Linked DNA regions of Gossypium hirsutum: regions 1 and 2 are each linked to region 3. The links are chromatin contacts, called in public Hi-C maps. All regions are on one chromosome and are shown on one strand. Each heading gives the region's core, a stretch centred on a gene start, on an enhancer-like site or on the middle of the called end of the contact. The rest is flanking DNA. Distances are from core to core; before and after follow the strand shown. Region 1 holds the start of LOC107920272 (nuclear transcription factor Y subunit B-9). Region 2 holds the start of LOC107913335. Region 3 holds the start of LOC107913337 (protein NOI4).

Region 1 (2,909 bases), core at 113-2,612, 330 kb after region 3:
GTAAAAGTCTGAAGTTTGGAAAGAGTGAAGCATTGTTCACTAAATAATAATAAATTCAATACTTAATAATAATTATTTAAAAATAATTATTTTTTATTAATTAGAAAAGAAATTTTAATTTTTTTAAAAAAATATTTGTTAAATGTTAACCCACATCCTTTTTTTTTAACAAGTTACAAAGATAATTAAAACAATAGAATCCCAAAAATTATAAGTAAAAGTCTAAAATTGAATTATGTGGACTAAAAACTAAAATATATTTAAACCAAAACCATAATAAATCAGGATAGAAGAATTAAATCAAAATAGAATCTAATTAAACTCCAACTTAAAAATTATATCTTCAATTTTCATTATGAATGGAATGGAACGAAAGAAGAACGAAAATCAGAAAAACTGCCACCTTAGTGGGGTGTACGTCACACGTGCCAAACAGAAAGTGAGGTTAAGTGCCTCAATCCAGGCACGGACGATTAATTGGGCCCCACCATTTGGGATGGGCCCAAATTAGTTTCTTAAAATACGGGCCCCACCTATCACTGTTTAGATTCTTTGTTGGGAGTCTCAGCCCAAAGTCAATGCCTTTTCCCCCTTTCTCCAGATTTTAAGATTTCCTCTTTCCCAATTAATTATTTAAAATTATAAAAAAAAAGAGAGAGAATATTTTCATTTTTATTACAATAAAGACAGAATAAAATGAAAAATAAAGACCTTGTCAAGCTTGCAAGAATTAGTATGAATTCAAACTATGTGAAAGAAATTAAAATAAGACGCAAAGAAACAAGTTATTAACATAGTAAAATTTATATAATAATACGAAATGATATGATATAATGGGAATAAATATTTGTTGAGGAGAGCGTTGAAAAGGTTGCATGCAAGCTATTCTTGAAATTCTAATTAAAATTGAAAATGATTTATTTGGTTATCCCACATTTTAGATTTTTAGTTAAAAAGAAAAGTGAGTCGAGATATAGCAAGCGTTACATATCAAGAGTCAAAAAGGTGATTTCAATATATATTTACCTTTCAACTTAAAACTAACCTCACAAACAATGATGGAAATACAATGTTTGCAGCGTTGCATGCAAAGAAATTAACATCATAATAATACTGCTAAAGCCAACTATTTTCTTCTTCTTTTTCTTTACAAAAACAGTATATATTCATGCATGCAGTAGATTATTACTTAATAAAAAAAATTTGAAGGCTTTGGGTTGGTGTACCTGAACTTGATTTTGCATGCTTGTAAAAACGATTGAACCCATCACCACGTTCCATGAGTTTGCCTCTAAGAAAAAATAACAGAAAAAGAAATGGAGAAGAAGAAAGGAGTAGTGTTGGTGTTCTTTGAATGGGGCCGGGCATTTAGACCATTCTATGTTAGGGGGGAATTTATAGTGCGAAACAAATGCACTCCACATGTCGAACAGGCGTTTCTAACGAGGAAGTCAGCATTGCCGGTCACACCACCCTCTCTCATTGGCCCCTGCCCTTCCCCTAACCGGAATTACCAGGTGGCCACTCATAAAGAAGAAGTTATTAAATACTAAATTATTATCTCCACCCTTCCAAACATATTTTTTTATAATATTTATATGATAAATCAAATTTAAAATAGTATTATTATTTATCTATTTTATGGTTTATATTCGGTATTTATATATTATTATTTTTAAATTTTAATTTCTTTCTTTGCACCCGCCTTTATTGATAAATTTAGAATAATTATAGCAAAGAAACAAATTTCTCTCCATTGAAAGACCAACTCTTAATTGCCTCTGTTTAATGATTTCTTACCTTGGAAAGTGCTTATTTTTGGTATATCAAACTTGTTATATAAGTATTCCTAATCATTACTTTTTAAATTATTTGTATTTTGTTTGGGTATTAATGTATATCATATTAGTCTACGTTAACTGTTAAATTTTAAAAATATGCATTACAAAATATTTCATGTTTATTTATAAATTTATTCTACATAAAGCCTCATATCACACTATAAAATAAAATAAAATAAAACGCATAAAATTTATATATTTAGAACACATGTATATATCTAAATTTAATATAAATAAATAATGAATTATAATATTTGAAATTAATAATAACAACGCATACAATATATACAAACAATGTGGGCGAAATAATTTGTATAATAACATTGTAATGTATAAAAATATCAAAATAAAACTTTAGTTAAAATGATAAACTAAGAAAAAGACAAAAGTACATTTGTAATATATAATTTATTTGAAACATATAAGATTATTTTAATAATTTCTTTAATTAAATTAATATCGAGTTGATTTATAACATGAACTCATTCAAACATTATAAATTTTTAATATCAATATCATCTACCATGAAAAAAATAAGAAGGTTAACGATGGAATTGATTTAACGTCAAATTGCTCATCCCTAATTTATAAAATTACTAGTTCAACAATGAAATTCACACATATAGGTCTCAATTGATAAAATTAAAAATTAGCGTAATTTATTTCGCTTTCCAATTTTATATATAAAAAAATATTTTAGTTCTTCATTTATTCTTTTACATTTTTTAACTTTTAAATTTGTATTATTTGTCAAATTACCTAAAAATAGATAGAAAAATTAATATTTTTTAACTTTGTTGATATGGCATACATATGAATTGCCACGTAGCACATTAACAATTAGTTAATTTTTAAAAATTAAAATATTAAAGATACCTTTTTATAATTTTTATATTGTTTAAGTAATTTTATTTTTTTAAAAAAATTAATCAATTATTGATGTGACAATGGTACGGCAATCCATGTGTATGCCACGCTAGCAAAAATTTAAAAATTGTTTTCAATTTGAAGTGATTTGACAATTAAAGCAAGTTTAAAGAATAAAAGAAATGAAAATTTAAATAGTAG
Region 2 (2,944 bases), core at 190-2,689, 280 kb after region 3:
AGCCTCACATAGTCAGAACTCAGAAGTGAAGATTAAGGGATTAAAACTTGAGATTCTGCCACTTGCCTCATTTTCATCATCCAGATACACTGAAATGTTACTCTTTTTTCTTACCTCTACATATTGTGGTCCCTTCTCTGGTATCTCGAACAAGAGAACCGGTTAGACGGTTGCCATCGCATTTATGATCTCCAACTTCAATAGCTGCAAAGTTTGATAAGCATGGACTGCCTGAATCTTTTAAAGTCCTTGCTTCAATATTGAGGAACCATGTTCCAACTTGATGCTGGAAAGCATACTTTATAGGCATAGAAGAAGGCAGATGATAAAAACATGATTTTCGCCTTACCTACTTAGAGACAAAAGGCAGAACATACAAACAAGTTATAAGTAAAATAGCAGAGGAAAACTATGCTGCTCTGATTCTTCATTATTCTTGAAGTACTGGTGTCTGACTCCGGTGCATTAGACAAGTACTTGTGTTTGAGAAAACAACCCGTCGATAGACATAAAATTAAGAAAGAAAGGATTGAATATGAACTTTACCATTAATGCATGAACTTCAATCTTTCCCAATTCAGGAAAACAAGCATGGTGTGTTCTCTCAAGTTCCCCTACACGTTAAGATTTTGGCACATATTAATAGAGCTATAATAACAAAGCATTTCATCTAAAGTTAAATTATCAGAATGTCTCACCATATTTTTAACACTTTGAAGAAGCTATCATAATAACAAATCATTGCATTGATAGTAATAGTGTTAATGTGTTGATCAAGTTTTTAAGTTATACAATTTCTAATCTACCAATGATCCATAAGCAGCAATCAAACAACACGAATGCAAAAAAAAAATGCAATTATCTCACAATTCTGATAAACTATTTGGAGGGGGAAATGGGAAAGTGAAAATTTTCATATGGAGTCATGAAAGGGAGGATTTTCCGGGTATCAATTTTGTTTTAAATGACTATGATCAGAAATTCCCACTTCATATAATAATAAAAATGCCTTTTTTTTTTTTGGCAACTGATATCTGTATTCCATAAAGCAGCAACTTTGCAACTGGGAAACTGTAAAGAAAACCAAGAAAAAAAAAGACACTAATATTCAATGGGAATCAAGAAAGATGATGGGGTTTTCAGGTTTTTTTGTTCTGTAAGCTTACTGTGAAAATCTCCGACAGTGGTATTGGGAGAGACAGCGATGGCCAAGTGAGTGCCTAAGTTGGTGTGCGTGAAAACTGCTACCTCATCGTCAGATGCCATTCCAGGGTCGAAGCTGGGCAGTGACAGACAACCTAGGACTTCATCAACAACAAAACAAATAAGGGCAAGTTGCTTTGTGTTGAGTTACTGTATCTTAGATTAAAAACACCTTTTCTTCTTCCTTTTTCCTTTTTTTATGGAATTTTTGGAAAGATTGAACACATTTTAAGTGACAGTTTTATGGTTTACTCAAGATTTTAAATGGGTTAATATTAGAGGCCAGTAGAGGGAGTTAATTAGCCCAGTGGGGCTGAAACCAGGAAGCTTCCAGCCTAGCCTGCTCCGTACTATGGAGCTTTGGACAAGTTGTTGATTGAGGCTACTGGGGTTGGCTCCAAAAACTTTGGTCTGGGTTTTATCATTGTCAAATGAATCTCCAGCTAATTGAATTCCAATATTATAATACTTTAAAAAATAAGTAGCTCGCAAGATTAATTAATAATTTTTTAATTAGTATCGAAAGTTTTGTATTAGAGTTCATCTCAAGCTAAAACAAGATATTCAAATTTAAAGGAGGTTATTTTTAAAGGAGTCAAATTTAAATTTAAATATGAAAATCAAGTTTACTTGTTATTAAAATCGAGTCCAAATATATTTTTTAGTGTGAAATTAAGATTTTCTATGTTCAATGTATTAATACTTTCAAAATTCATAATTTATTTCCAAGATTCAAATTTATATATTCGTTTAATATGTTTACCATTAAGTCTAATAATTTTAGTTTTCTTTTCTTTTTTTTCTTTTTTTTTTTGGTTGTTAGCAGCCAATTAAGTAGATATCTGAAGTTGAATCCAAATTTTATGACTTGAATTCCTTAAAATCAAAACATTTTAGGACTTGAATTACACCCTAATCTACATGCATCACGGATATTTAATAATTTCACGTCTTTTTAATCCCAATTCCCTATTCACATTATAACTCAAAGCTCAGTGTAACTGGAATTTCATGGCAATTTTTAACCACTCCTCTCTGTACATTATTGCATAGAGAATTTCTTTTCGAAATAAAATTTATATTCTACGCAAAGCTTGCTCAACGTATATAAACTTACCAGAATGGGTACTAATGAAAGCAAAAGAAGTAAACTATTTGCAAATACGACATAAACAGTCTAAAAACATCAGAAAAGCACAAATAGTTTGTTTTTTTAAGAATATCAAATGAAACCAACAATATATATATATATAGAAACAGTTCCTATAATATTAATAACTACATGAGCAAATACATGATAACCAGCATTCCCCCAAGAGCCGTCATGAAATAAGATGCAACCGCCTGCTTGATGGTGGAATTGTGCGGTGGAGGTCCCCAAATCGAATCCCAACCATCCCCATCGTCGTTGGATCCGCCATCTTCCATGGGCGACTGCGCCGGCGGAGGAGAGCTCATCGCAGGGTGCACCATTACTCGAATGATCAGTTTCTGACCAGCTTTACAGTGACCTCGCTCCCCGCTGATGAAGTAGAAAAACCCGTACCTATCGAACTCGAAAACAGTATCCCCATCTTTGAACTTAAGGATTGGGTTCGAAACACTGCAGTTAGTGTAGCTTGTATGGTTCACCACCAACACTGAGTCATTGCTGTACTTGAAATCTAATAACACACAAGCAAACATAAGCAAAATTATATATCTATATATGTATGTATGTAAACTTACAAAGAGAATCTCC
Region 3 (3,027 bases), core at 447-2,946:
TATACAAAACATCAGAGTAGCAAACTACAGATGGATGTTTTTCACTTCCAGGTCATTATAGACTTGTAAATTTCTTGAAATCAAAACACAATGGTCGATCTATTTTGGTCCGAACAAGCAACCACTTCATTAGCTAAACTACAAATAGAAATAACATCACTGAGACAATCCGACCTCTAAATGCCAGAAAAGTTTCCTTGACACTAGCAGGCTCTAACATCAGTTTCAGCTTAAAAGAATACTTTATTTAACAACTGCAAAATCAATTGTCATGCTTAGCAATGCGGAAGGCGATCTTTCCGCAGTCAGGTACCATTTTGAATTTGAATTATTATATCTCATTTGTAGGGCCTAAACAGACCTTGGTCCATGTTTAAAATTAACCAAACACTGGTTATTGATCACTTACACAAACCGAAAATAAAACTGGGTCTAAGATTACAAGCATTCAATATTTCTTAAAAGTAGGATATGCCTAACAAAAACAATCATAAATGGTTCATGAAACAAACTGTTTTATACAACTATACAATGACTGACTGGTGACTATTATTATTCACAGGGAGATGCTTGGTGGGTACAACAGTGAAAATAAAAAGACAAACCGAGATAGCAACAATACAACCAATTACACAGGTAAAGCAGAATCTTTACAGTAAGCAATAATTGTACAAATCACAATAATCATTTAAGGAAATGAAAAAGTTACCATATAAAAGCATATAACATGAAATGCAGTGAAAAGCTTCGCTTATCTTAAAAACAAGATAAAAAAGGAATCGGCCAAAAAGTCGAACTCGAAGTGACATATGCTAACAATCAAAATTATATCAATTCATGGAAATCCCAGCATAAATTAGGTCACAACTTTGGGGAGAATCATTGCCATAGATCTCAGAAAGAACTCTCTAATTATGTGGTGGATAGAAAATTTCATTCACTTCAGAACATGAACAAACTTATAGGCTTATGACATCAATGATGAAGCTATTAGAGCATCAAAACATTCCCAAAAAAAGCTAATCAATATTCTAACTCAGCCATTTCCTAATGCATTCCATTTTCATTCAATATGAATCTAACTTCCATCCTCCAAAGTTCTAATGGAATAAAATTACATTTAAAAAGAAAACAAATTTCCCACCATAAATCATGCTATTACAGAAGGAACTCGCTCAAATGGTATACAATTCATCAGTTTAAATAAAAGGAAAAGCTCAAAACCAGTTTCCAGCAAAACTCGTCAAAGAAAAACAGAAACAAAAAAGCATATAAAACAGGGTAAATTTTTAATAATACACTAAAAACGTGCCTTTTAAAAAAACGCTATGATTAGCAACAACATCAAGCTTGATTCTTTTTTAAAGGGAAAATACAATAAAAACAAGAATCAAAAACCCAAAAACAAATGAATCAAAACAATCTCAAAAGCTCAAAACCATCACAAACAAGAAAATCAAACCAAACAACAAAACTAAACCTTTTTTTCAACAAATTTAAACGGATTTTTTAAAAACAAAAACAAAAAGTGATTACATACCGACATGAATTCTTGAAAGAGAAACCCCTTCTCGTAATGAGAGAGAGAGAGAGAGAGAGAGAGAATGATAGCTTATAAAGAGAAAGGAAAAAAAATGAAATTTTTTAGACGAGAAAATGTGAATTAGAAACGAGGAAGGACAGGAAAAAAATAATATATAACGGAATTGGGGTAAACCACGTTAGCTTTGACGGTTAACGGAAGGGTTAAATTGAGCCGTCAGTGGAACCGTGAATGATGACGTGGAAGGTGCACAAATAACGGGGAACGGTAAGATGAGCTGGCAAACGGCGCGGTGACAGATGTTGACAAATGATTTGCTGGCGCTGTTCACCAATTTAGAGTTTTGAGGATTAATTTAATTAATTTGTTTTTCTTTAAAAAAAGTAATTACTAATTTTGATATTTTTAAAATATAGTATAATGATTCAAAACCTTTCAAATTTTAAATTATCTAAAAATAATTTTTTTTGATTGATTATTTTTCATGAAATTATTTTATTCATGCGTGTTGAAATTTTATTTCAAAATCATTTAAGAGATACATGAATAAATAGATGGGACTTGTTTTATTTTTAGGGTTGGTTCAAATTCTATTTTATTTATTGCAATGAATATTAACATAATAAAAAATCCGTTTAAATTTATCAAAGTTTCTAATTTTTAAATCAAATAAATTTTTTATTCTTATTTATTATTTTTTTTATTTTAATTATATGGTTCTATTCATTGAATAAATTAATAAATTTATTTTTTAAAAACAAAATTCATTTGAAGAAAGTATTTGTTTTGATATTTAGTAGTAGAGGATTATTAATTTAATAACAATTTTTTTCAAGTTAAAAACTTTGGCACAAATTAGTGTACCAAATAAAAATAAAAAAAAAAATTGGATTTGATTATAAAACTAAAAAAACGTGAAGTTGGAAATGTAGAAATTGAGTTGGAAGCTAATAAAAGTATGAGTTGTTTTATTTATGAGAAATTAGATGCAAATGTCAATTCTAGTTGTTGATTAAATTATATAAAAGATGCTCATTATAGCCAATGAAAATAGTTTGATTTTTTATATATTCTTTAATTTTAGTAGAAGATACAATAAGATTCTCTCTTTATAATATATATATATATATATATTTTTGTCAAAGATATTCTTTCCTCTTTTTCTTTGAGGGGTTTTTCTTTTTCCCTTTTGAGAGAGGAAAAAAGGGGTAATAAAAGGCAGCATTATAGATTCAGCCATCCCATATAAACAAAAATTATTTTTGTGTTAATACGTATATATATATTTTTGGGTAATTTACAAGATAAAGTCTTTTTTTAATATTTATGGAAATGGGCCAATATTTTTATTATTTACCAGAAAGGGCTGAATTCCGTCCACGTCAGCGCGATTTCAGGTGACATGTCAGTAAAACTCGTCCTTGGGGGAGCGTTTTGCCCGTTTTACCCCCTCCCCCAACGGTCCTTTTTTTTGACCATTTGAA

Evidence for each region. A called contact is a pair of places that touch in the nucleus more often than the background predicts.
Region 1: a Hi-C map of leaf shows a contact between it and region 3, with 2.9 times the contacts expected there. The contact joins the promoter of LOC107920272 here to the promoter of LOC107913337 in region 3. A contact is called at or near these places in 6 of 34 Hi-C or Micro-C datasets (hypocotyl, leaf and seedling).
Region 2: a contact with region 3 is called in a Hi-C map of leaf, with 3 times the contacts expected there. The contact joins the promoter of LOC107913335 here to the promoter of LOC107913337 in region 3. A contact is called at or near these places in 7 of 34 Hi-C or Micro-C datasets (leaf, petal and seedling).

What each region holds. Positions count from the first base shown.
Region 1 is chrA13:92,491,534-92,494,442 of Gossypium_hirsutum_v2.1, forward strand. LOC107920272 (nuclear transcription factor Y subunit B-9) reads right to left here and starts at 1,363. Exons shown (of 2, transcript XM_016849888.2): 1 at 1,227-1,363. The coding sequence starts at 1,281.
Region 2 is chrA13:92,443,148-92,446,091 of Gossypium_hirsutum_v2.1, forward strand. It overlaps LOC107913335, which reads right to left and starts at 1,440. Exons shown (of 4, transcript XM_016841890.2): 1 at 1,167-1,440; 2 at 547-614; 3 at 115-349. The coding sequence starts at 1,266. LOC107911400 (mavicyanin) reads right to left here. Exons shown (of 2, transcript XM_016839233.2): 1 at 2,932-2,944; 2 at 2,397-2,867. The coding sequence ends at 2,482.
Region 3 is chrA13:92,163,470-92,166,496 of Gossypium_hirsutum_v2.1, forward strand. It overlaps LOC107913337 (protein NOI4), which reads right to left and starts at 1,697. Exons shown (of 3, transcript XM_016841891.2): 1 at 1,541-1,697. The coding sequence starts at 1,546.